Linked DNA regions of Mus musculus: all the other regions are linked to region 2. Evidence: chromatin contacts called from public HiChIP or PLAC-seq and promoter capture Hi-C data. All regions are on one chromosome and are shown on one strand. Each heading gives the region's core, a stretch centred on a gene start, on an enhancer-like site or on the middle of the called end of the contact. The rest is flanking DNA. Distances are from core to core; before and after follow the strand shown.

Evidence for each region. HiChIP or PLAC-seq counts read pairs in DNA pulled down with a chosen protein or histone mark. Capture Hi-C pulls out chosen DNA fragments and counts their contacts.
Region 1: a contact with region 2 is called in a promoter capture Hi-C map of adipose tissue. The contact joins the promoter of St6galnac6 here to the promoter of Stxbp1 in region 2. A contact is called at or near these places in 9 of 39 promoter capture datasets (the 3T3-L1 cell line, the C10 cell line, HPC-7-derived erythroid cells and 4 more), 2 of 15 datasets of contacts at CTCF or cohesin (the NIH/3T3 cell line and embryonic stem cells), 5 of 484 Hi-C or Micro-C datasets (the BV-2 cell line, the G1E-ER4 cell line, embryonic stem cells and 1 more), 9 of 115 datasets of contacts at active chromatin or transcription factors (bone marrow-derived macrophages, effector CD8 T cells, embryonic basal ganglia and 4 more) and 3 of 9 other capture datasets (adipose tissue, liver and pancreatic islet).
Region 3: an H3K27ac HiChIP or PLAC-seq map of microglia shows a contact between it and region 2, with 4 times the contacts expected there. The contact joins the promoter of Slc2a8 here to the promoter of Stxbp1 in region 2. A contact is called at or near these places in 1 of 115 datasets of contacts at active chromatin or transcription factors (microglia) and 1 of 9 other capture datasets (adipose tissue).

Annotation. Positions count from the first base shown.
Region 1 is chr2:32,604,929-32,608,481 of GRCm38.p6, reverse strand. St6galnac6 (ST6 (alpha-N-acetyl-neuraminyl-2,3-beta-galactosyl-1,3)-N-acetylgalactosaminide alpha-2,6-sialyltransferase 6) reads right to left here and starts at 1,497. Exons shown (of 7, transcript NM_016973.3): 1 at 1,371-1,497; 2 at 386-440. The coding sequence starts at 411. Gm52551 (a long non-coding RNA gene) reads left to right here and starts at 581. Exons shown (of 2, transcript XR_003954025.1): 1 at 581-709.
Region 2 is chr2:32,845,891-32,849,320 of GRCm38.p6, reverse strand. Stxbp1 (syntaxin binding protein 1) reads left to right here and starts at 2,089. Exons shown (of 19, transcript NM_009295.2): 1 at 2,089-2,266. The coding sequence starts at 2,230. Gm13524 (predicted gene 13524) reads right to left here and starts at 3,385. Exons shown (of 2, transcript NR_166175.1): 1 at 2,886-3,385; 2 at 1-1,564.
Region 3 is chr2:32,980,494-32,984,038 of GRCm38.p6, reverse strand. It overlaps Slc2a8 (solute carrier family 2, (facilitated glucose transporter), member 8), which reads left to right and starts at 1,956. Exons shown (of 10, transcript NM_019488.5): 1 at 1,956-2,081; 2 at 2,156-2,318; 3 at 2,472-2,678. The coding sequence starts at 2,026.

The sequences.
Region 1 (3,553 bases), core at 248-2,747, 240 kb after region 2:
GCGGGCAGTTCAGGAAACAGGCTTAATGGAAGGGAGGCGTGGCTTGTCCGTGGACTCAAACCGTTAGGTCAGAAGACAGGAGGCCAGAATCCTAGAGTCGCCCCCATTAACCCTGACACCTCCAGCATTCAAAGCTCCCCTGGGTCTGGCCACAGCTCCCAGACAGACCACCGTCTTACTACCCTGTCTTGCGCATGCCCCGTGCTCCAGACACTTGGAGCACTCCAGGTCCCAGGCCCACGCCCCACTTTCCCACCTTTGCCTGAGCAGTGCCCTCAGCCAGGACTACGGTTCCCCCGGTCAGGCCCGTCACGGTCCTGCTCTGAGAACGCCATGGTCAGAACAGCGTATCAGGTGCCAGTGCGAATGTCGGGTCCACACTTACTGGCTGGGGGGCCTCGAGCAAGCCATGTGACCTCTCTGAGCCTCAGTTTCCTCATCTGTGAAATGGGAATAAGAACTGGTAACTCCTGGGGCGACTGGAAAGATGCATGCATTTGTGAAAAGGAGAGCCGAAGGCTTGAAAGTACTATATCAGAAATCCTAAGCCTTCGGGTTACTCCGTTCAATGCCCGCCCCTGCACAAGCCTGTCCCAGAAACAATCCTCCCCCTCTTGACCCCAAGCCGGGGACTTCCCTTATATTACGAAACATGCTCCGGAGCTACGCAAAGCATCGCCTGCCTACACACTTTTCAAGGCAACGCCTGGTAGGTGCTCTTGCTCCCCATTTCACAGATGAGGAGACTGAGGGATCAGAGAGGCAACGCGCCTCGCAGGGAGCAGGAGCAAGCGGGGGAGGGGGGAATCTTGTAGTGTTTGTTTACAGGGCGGAGCCTGAAAGGGTCTCCCGGGAGGGTCCCCTTGTAGCCTGTGCGTGCGCCAGACATCTAGTTCGGCTCGGAGTGGCCAGGCCTGGTGGGGAGCTGCTGACTCCGCTGGGGAGGTGGCAGCCCAGAAGCCTAGACTCAGCTCCAAGGCTGGACCTGCGGAGGCTGAGCTCTGGGCTGAGGGTGAGGGCCGCACCCTGAGCTCGCTCTGGGGCTTCTCCAGGTGACGGGAGCAGGGTACCCCCGAGTGCCTCGTGAGAGGCTCAGCCCCGCTCCCCATCTTCTGCCGCTGCACCCTAGGGTCAAGCATCCTATCCTGACCCCGGCTCTGCAGGGGAGGGGTGCGGGGCCGCGGCAGGGTCGCCCCATCTCCAACACGAGAGGCCCAAAGAATCCCGCTAGATCTCGGGGTGCAGTTAGCAAGCAGAGTGGGTCTCGGGGAGCCCTGGGGCTCCCCCCTTATCAGCGGCTCCCCACTGCCGAGGCGCAAGCACAAGCCCCCTCCCGCTCTGCTGCCCGCCCCCGCGCAGCACCGGCTCACCTCCGCCGGGGAGCGCCCGGCCCCCCGCGGCCCCCGCACCCCGTCACATGGCGCCGGGAGCCGAGAACCGGGGTCCGCGCCGCTCTGGCCGCCCAGGCCCCGCCGCAGCTCCAGCCCGCCGGGTCCTAGCGCCGGCGCTCGCAGTCCCGTTAGGGCCGAGCGAGAGGGCGGAGCCTCAGGCTGCGGATGGCCCCGCCCCAGGGAGGTGCCAGAGAGGAGAGACGCTCTCCCACAGCACCCTCGTGCCCCGCGCCCCATCCCAAATCTCATCCATTTCTCTCTCTCCAAATGGACACCAGGACCTCGGATGGGGAATCCGAAACGCGGAGATCACTGGGTTCGAACTCTGGTTATTAATTACCTGGACTCCCCCTCGTAGAGACCCAGTAACCATCCCCTAGGCAGCTTGGTACTTCATCTCCTTATCTCCGGAAAATGGAGAGAGCAACGTTTGAAAACGTAGCTTTTGATGGGCCTGGTAGCTTAGAGGCCTGCACCCTACTTAGGAGATAGAAGAGGGCGGAAGACTGTTGCAAGTTCAAGGCCAGCCTGATAGACATAGTGAGTACCGGGCCGGCCAGGGGTACATGGAGAGATCTTGGCTCAACTCTCTTCATCCTACCCTCAAATATTCGTTGCACTATTTTATGTGACTAAAAGGAAGCAATCTGGACCCAACCAACTGGATGGCTCAGCAGTTACAAATACTGGCAACTCTTCTAGAGGACCTGGGGTCCACTCCCAGCACAGTCCTAGGAGGATCTGTCGCCCTCTTCTGGCATCCATGGGTACTGCACATATATGTGGTACACAGACATGTGGAAGCAAAACATCCATACACATAAAATAAAATGAAAAATTAAAGAAAAATGCAACCTGAGGGCTAGGGAGATAGTCAATATGTCAGACTCGATGCCGTGTTCTGCTTCTGTCTTTCGAAACAGGGTTTCTTGGTGTAGCCCTGGCTGTCCTGAAACTTGCTCTCTAGACCAAGCTGGCATTGAACTCACAGAGATCCCTCTGCCTCCCCAAGTGGTGGGATTAAAGCCGTGTGCTACCCCCGCCCAGCGACGTCACGTGTTTGTAATCCCCATTCTGGGGGTGGGAAGAACAGGAGACCCCTCCAGCTAGCTTACCCTTTCTGGGCCTCCCAGGTCAAGGAAAGAACATTGGAGGCTGACCTTTGGCCTCCAGACATCCAGGGATGTGCATGTATGGACACAGGGATGTGCATATGTAGCCTGTTAGAAAGCTGGTTACATAAACAAAGACTGCCTACCCATAGTGTTCTAAGAGGCTGGGAACGAGGGTTAACGTGCATGCCTGAGAGGGTGATGGGGAGATTTAGGAAGAGAAAGCATGTTTAAAGAGTTCTGTTTTGTAATTACTTAGGAAAACATCATAGTAAAACTTTCCATTCCCCACCCTAGGTACCTATTAGGTCCTGCAGATGTACACAGTGAAGGTCACAGCTGGACAGTTTGAAACACAAGAGTAGAAATAGTCCAGATATCTACTAACAGGAGAATGGAAAGTTTGTTTGTTTGGTTTGATTTGGTTTTCTTTCTTTCTTTCTTTCTTTCTTTCTTTCTTTCTTTCTTTCTTTCTTTTTTTTCTTCGAGATAGGGTTTCTCTGTGTAGCCCTGGCTGTCCTGGATCTCTCTCTGTAGACCAAGCTGGCCTTGAACTCAGAAATCCGCCTGCCTCTGCCTCCCAAGTGATTGATTTGGTTTTCAAGACAAAGGTTCTTCTGGGTAGCCTTAGCTGTCTTGGGACTCGATTTGTAGACCTGGCTGGCCTTAAACTCAGATCCACCTCTGCTGTGCTGGGATTAAAGGCATTTGTCATCACCACCTGGCAAGGGTTTTTGTTTTTGTTTTTTGTTTGTTTGTTTTTCGAGACAGGGTTTCTCTGTGTAGCCCTGGCTGTTCTGGAACTCACTCTGCAGACCAGGCTAGCCTTGAACTCAGAAATTCACCGGCCTCTGCCTCCCAAGTGCTGGGATTAAAGGTGTGTGCCACCATGCCCGGCTTGTTTTTGTTTTTTTAAGGAATATTTACACTGTGGACTATTACACGGCAGGGGCAATGATAAGCTATAGGAACGCTGGTGAATCTTGGAGACCCAAGGAGTGAAAATAACAAATGTAGCCTGGCAGAGGCACGCCTGTGATCCCAGCACAC
Region 2 (3,430 bases), core at 840-3,339:
CACTTGATTTCTGAATGATATGCGGAAAGGGTCCCAGATCACAGGGCTGTCCACACGTGTGGGGTACTCATGGACTTCATAGCCATACTTTGTAGCCTATTTGTTTCAGGTTTTTGAGACAGGAGATTACCATGTAGCCCAGGCTGGCAGAAGTTCACAGAAAGTCTCTTGCCTTACCCTCTCAAACACTGGGATGTTTGCCACCGTGTCTAGCAGTCCTTTATGATTAAAAAAATTTTTATTATATGTATACGTAAGTATGATGTATGTACACACTCTGTGGCACTCATGTGGAAGTCAGACAATTTTAGGGAGTTGGTTCCAGAGAACTGCTGTAAAAGTTTTATTATATTTACCTAATGTCTGATACCAAGCGCCACTGTGCGTGTGTGGAGGTCAGAGAACGTGTGGGAGTCTGCTTGCTCCATGCACTAACTGGATTCCAGGGGGTCAAACTTAGGATATAAGGCCAGACGACAAGTGCCTTTACCCACTGAGCCCTCTCAATAGCTCTGCCTTTGGGAGTTTGTTGTTGTCGTTTTGTTTTGTTTTGTTTTGTTTTTTTAAACTGGGTATATGTAGCTCTGGCTTGCCTGAAACTCACTATGTAGACCAGGCTGGCCAAGAACTCACAGAGTTTGTCCTGCCTCTACCTCCCAAGTGCTGGGATTAAAGGTCTGTGCTGCTATGCCCTCCTTTGTGGTTCTTTCTTGTTTGTTTGTAAAGATAGCGATTTTCTGTGTAGCCCTGGCTGTCCCTCAACTTGTTCTATAGACCAGGCTTTTCTGAAACTTGCTCTGTAGACCAGACTGGTCTCAAACTCAGGGACCCCCTAGCTTTCTGTCTCCTGAGTGCTAGGACTAAAGGTATGTGTTACCACACCTGGCTCCTTTGTGATTTTTCCTTTTAAAAATGTTTTTAAAAAAGATTTATTCATGCATGTATTTTATGTATGTGGGTATTCTGTTGGCATGTATGCACATCAGAAGAGGGCATTTGGTCCTACTAGATACAGTCACAGACAATTGTGAGCTGTCATGTGAATGCTAAGACTTTAACTGAGGACCTCTGGAAGAACAGCCAGTGCTCTTAACCACTGAGCCATCTCTCCAGCCCCATCCTTTGTGATTTTTAAGTTAGTTGGACTTGTTCATTTTTTCTTTGCACTTTATTTTATTTTCCACCATCAGGGATCAAAGTGGAGACCTTGCATATAACAAGCAAGTGCTCCACCTCTGAGGTACGTCTCCTACTCTTGTTCTGTATTTCCAAAGCAACCTTCTTCATTAGCAAAGATGGAACCTCGAAAACCAGTATGTGACCATGTAGACAGGAGGAAGGAGATGCTGAGTCCAGAGTTGATTCTGTAGTATTTCCTAATTAGATTTGGACTTTGGAAACTACTGGATTTGTTCCATGTCTTGTGCACGAGTGCAGCTCCAGTATACAGAATATCCATAGTAATTCATATACATAGCTTATACATAGTTATGGGAGAATAATATTCATTAGTGACTGATAGATAAATGGTACAACAGCAAGCGCCTCGGGTGTGTTTTTGTACCTGAAAATGAAGATTAGAAATGATGTTCGGTTATTGCGCGAATTTAGTAAAATGATACCTGAAAGGTGTGTAACACAGAGCTTAGCTCTCCATCAATGGTAAACAGACCACAGAGACACAGGGATAGTGTCAGTGTACTGTAAGCCTATGTTGTGGCTGGGAATGGGACTACAGTTAATAAGAATCTGCTCTCAGAGTTCGGTTTTTTGGCAGGAGAAAATGGAAGGCTCCCAAAAAAGCAGGAAGAGCATCACAGCCTGGCTTTAGGGAGATTCCCATGACCTGGGCAGCCCGTGCAGGGCTGGCGAGGGGATTTTAGGACCCTGAGGCCCTGGCGCGAGCGTGAGGCGCAGGGGAGGGCGCTCCCGGAGCCTGCATCCCGGAGGGCGGGGTCTCGCGCCCGGGCCGCGCTTCTATTGGCGGCAGCGCGCGGGTGACGATGACGGCTGGCGCGAGGCCCCGCCCCGCAGCCCCGCCCCTCCCGCGCGCGCTGGCCGCTACACAGCCTCGCTTTGGCCCGAGTCGCGCCCCCGCGCGGAGTCCGCGCGTCAGTCGGTCCCGAGCGCGACTGCGGGGCGGCGGGCTGCAGACAGCGGGGCGCGCGGCCCGGGGGAGGCGACGGTGTCGCGGGAGGAGCATCGGAGCCCGAAGACTCGAAGAACGCCATGGCCCCCATTGGCCTCAAGGCGGTGGTCGGAGAGAGTAAGTGGCGTCCGGGTGCTGCCCCGGGGCCGGCGAAACCCGTTATTCAGGCGCCGCCCTCCCGGGAGGGATGCCCCTCTGGCTTCCTGCGGCCAGCAGGCTTCCCTGACTCACGCTTCACCCAGATCCCCTCTTCACCTCGGTCCTCCTCACCCCAGACGCCTCCTCAGTCTCTATTCCTCCACCTCTCTTCATCCCATCCCTCCTCCTCATACCTCGCCTTCATAAACATCTCGTTTTCCTTTTTACCTTCATCCATTCACTTCCATCACGCCATCTCTCCCTTCATCCCATCCCTCTCCTCTCTCTCTCTCTCCCTGTTCACCTCCCCCACCCGCGCCTTTATCCCCTCCAGCCCACCACCCTCCTCTGCAGCATCACCCTTCTGCACCCCAACTCTTCTCCAGACGTATTCCTTTCCTACCGTCTCCTTTCCTTGCCTTCTGCATATCCAGAGCTCTCAATTCCGCTCCCCCCCCCCTTTCTTTCTGTCTCCAATCCCTCCCTCTTTCCCACCCTCCCTCGTGAATCGTGACGAACGAAGCCTGGCCTGCGTCCTCCTCCCTCCCTGCCTCCCTCTCCCGGGAGCAGGGCGCTGTCCCCGGCTGCAGAGACCCACCTGGGAGCGGCTGGGCGCGCGCCGCCAGGGCCACTCCTGCCAGCTGGGCAGGGGACACGGGGTTTTCCTGTGGCACTGCTTCCGCAAGGCTCTCTCCGCCTCCCCTTCCCCGGGCTGGACTTAAAGGGAGGGGTCTTAGCTGGTCCGAACCCTTAGAAATCCCAAGGGAAAGGGGAGCAGTTTCGGAGTGTCGCGGGAGGAGTGGCCCCAGCCAGCGCCGCAGTCTGCAGTCTCGCTGCTTGTGGGACTCAGACCTGGGCGTCGCTGCGGGGAAGATGTGACTGTTTATAGGTTTGCATGAAAGGCACAGCAGACATGTTTAAATTTATTTATTTATTTTTTTTTAATAATGGATGGGGAGCGTCGAAGTGAGGGCGGGCTGTCGGTATTCTCAAAGATGGGTGACCTAGGTAGAAAAATAGTGCCTCTTAAGTATTTTGGCACGTCTTTACAATGAAACCGCGTGAACACTGCTGTGACTTTGGCTATCTTTTTAGAGTGAGAGAGAAAATGAAAGTGCCTTTTCCCTGTAGGAGAGGTGGAAA
Region 3 (3,545 bases), core at 707-3,206, 130 kb before region 2:
GAGAGATCTGACTCACCAAGCTAGTATTGCTTTGCTCATAGAAAGGGACGGGGGGGGGGGGGGCTTTCCTAGAGACAATATCTGGTCCAGATTGGGCAGGGATACCACTAGCCAATGGTTCCTAGGTGCCCATGACTCAGAAGTCTGGTGCTAGCTGGGCTTACTGTAGCATCCCTTCTACATAAGCCACTCTGCTGAGCCAGTCACTCGGGTACAAAGTACCCAGTCTGGATACAATTCATCCATGACCTTTACTCTGCAGACATCAGAAACCTGATGCCTATTGGGAAAAAAAGAGAGAAGAGCAGGTGATTTCAAAGCAGTGATAAGATCTATCACCCAAGCAGGAAACTTCGTAGAAGGACAAGCCGGTATTGCCCGCCCGCCTTTAAGAATAGTCTTGTGGGCTGGTGAGATGGCTCAGTGGGTATGAGCACCCGACTGCTTTTCCAAAGGTCCGGAATTTAAATCCCAGCAACCACATGGTGGCTCACAACCATCCGTAAGGAGATCTGACTCCCTCTTCTGGAGTGTCTGAAGACAGCTGCAGTGTACTTACATATAATAAATAAATAAATCTTTAAAAAAAAAAAAAAGAATAGTCTTGTGATCAAAACTTCAAACTGCTGGTTGCTACAATTGGGTGGCTGCAGTAACGTAAAACCACTGTACAGACGGGATGGGCATTTTAAGGCTTAGCCTGCTCACAGCCCTCTAGAGATGAAGACACCCAGGCACAGAGAGGGACTAGGTGCCTCTCACTGGTTCTTTCTACATCTGTACGGATGAAGCTGCCACAAAGGTAGCGATTAAGCAGAGCAGTAGAGGCACACAATCACAGGGAGACTCGGGGCGGGAGGACAATAGAGATAATTACCATGATCGTGGGGTAACCAGGGAACAAGGGAATCACTAAGTTCCACTCTGTCCCACTTCTGGAATGGGGGACCTTGCCTGACAGGGTCCTCATCATCTCAGAATTCTAGACATTTGTAGCACTCATGATGAAGGTGAGCTGCTACCAGAAGCACCAGGTCAATGTCAGAAAGTCCAAGGATAGGAACAGGTGGCCCAAGAGAGTTTTCTTGGAGCCTTTTCACCCTGACGCTCTCTGAAGCAGAAGTCAAAGTTGGGGAGGAGCCTATTCCAGGGAACTGTGGGTAGTAAGGGTGGGAAGTCTTTCGGGAGCCAGTGTGATCCATCGCTGACCCACTACTACCCTCATTAGTGGAGGCTAGATTTAGAGACAATTCCATATAAAAATTAAAATAAAATAAAAGTAAAAATATAAAGGATGGCTCAATGCTTACGAACACTTGTTCCAGCAGAGGGCTCAAGCATGCACACACATGGCTCACAACAATCTCTAACTCCAGTTCCGTAGGATCTGATGATGCTTTCTGAATTCTACAAGCACCAGGAATGCATGGGACACACACACACACACACACACACACACGTGAACATGTAAACAACACTCATACAAATAAAGTTTAAATAAAAGCAAAAGAAACCACCAAAATAGGGGCAGCGAGATGACTCTGCTTGTAAGGTGTTTGCCCTCAAGCTTGACGACCTCCGTTCGATCCGGAGGATCCACTTGGTGGAAGGAAAACAAACTCAGGGAAGTTTACTTCGAACGTGCACAGGCACACTGTCACCTCTGTCCATCCCCCCCCCCCCCACTCCCTCCAGCCCCCAATAGATGATTAGAGGGAAAAACAAAAACAAAACACCCAAACAATCTTTCCATTCTCATTGGCAAGCTCAGACCTGATGGGCCACGCCTTCAGACTCACACCACACTCCAATTGGACAGTCGTGCCTGGGTCCCGGACACAGCTCCCTGCAAACCTTTACTTGGGTCGCTGGCGTAGTTCAGCTCCATTGAGCTTTGCAACCGGCTCTGTACTTCCATTGGCCAGCTCTGGTTGGGGGCCGGGTTCTAGCATCCCATTGGTCACTCCTGCAGCGGAGGCCGCGCTCGCCCGAGCGGCGACAGTTCGCGGGTCAGGTCCTGCTGACATGTCTCCCGAGGACCCCCAGGAGACGCAGCCGCTATTGCGGCCACCGGAAGCCAGGTGAGGACTCCCAGGGGCCGCGGTCACTCTCTCACGCCCGGCGACACCGCTCACGCCCCGCCTTGTACCCGTAGGACTCCCCGCGGCCGCCGGGTCTTCCTCGCTTCCTTCGCCGCCGCTCTGGGACCCCTCAGCTTCGGCTTCGCGCTCGGCTACAGCTCCCCCGCCATCCCCAGCCTGCGGCGCACCGCACCCCCGGCCCTGCGCCTCGGAGACAATGCGGCCTCCTGGTTCGGGGTGAGCCCTCTGGGGAGTCCTGGGTCCCCCACTCTCTGCCGCACCCCAGGATCCTCCTCATTCTCTTTCCTCTGAGACTAGGGGGCGTGGGGTGGAAGGATCGTGGGCCATGGCCCCTGGTGGCCTCCTCTTCAGCCCGTCCCGGGTCCCCAGGCCGTCGTGACCCTGGGCGCTGCTGCAGGGGGCATACTGGGCGGCTGGCTCCTGGACCGTGCAGGGCGCAAGCTGAGCCTCTTGCTCTGCACCGTGCCCTTCGTGACTGGCTTTGCTGTCATCACCGCGGCCCGGGATGTGTGGATGCTGCTCGGAGGCCGCCTCCTCACCGGCCTTGCCTGCGGAGTCGCCTCACTAGTGGCACCGGTGAGTGGTTTGAGCCTCCTAGATGACCTTTGCCAGGCAGGGGGCAGCCGGTCAGCAGCGAGGCAGTTCCTTACTGATCTTTTACTCTACTATGGTGGTGTCACTGTATGCTAGGCAGCGATAACGGGAATGCCCCTATTTTCTTGTTAACTGGGCAGTTCTACTCTGGTTTGTCCCTAGGATAGGCTGCAGGCTCCCTTCACTGCTTGCAGTGAAGGCTACATATACCTTGCAGCCCACACACCTGGACCACTTACCTGGACACAGGCTTCTCTCCCAGCCTCAGTGCCCCCCTGTAAAGTAAGGCCTAGTCCCGAGGTGGTTTCGGCCTTTGCACAGGAAACTGCTGGCCCGGGATAGTGTCTGAAAAGATTTAGACCCTAGCAACTGAGGGTCACCAGCAACCTGTGGCTACACACTTGGATGACCACCCATCCCTCCTTCACTTCCATGGCCTCCTGCTTATCCTCTTCATCTGTTGGAGGCGTGAAGGAGCTAGAGGAAAGGGAGACTGGGGACCTGTGGGTTGTTTTTGTTTTGTGTTTGTTTGTTTTTACTAGAGCATAAAGTATAGGATAATCTAGAAGTATGTATGGATAATGTCTAGTGACTCCTGAGATTAGAAGTGATGGCACCCCTGTTAGGACTGGGCTGAACAAGGACACATCAGACAGCAAGGGAGAAGTCTTTCGTTCTAACTCACATCTGTGCATATTAAATGTGTGCTGGGCTGGGCCTGGTGGCACATGCCTGTAATCCCAACACTTGAGGGTTAAATACATGAAGATCAGGAATTCAAGGTTTTCCTCAGCTCGGGAAGCTAGCCTAGGCTTCATGAAACTCTATCTCAATCAATCAATCAAGCAA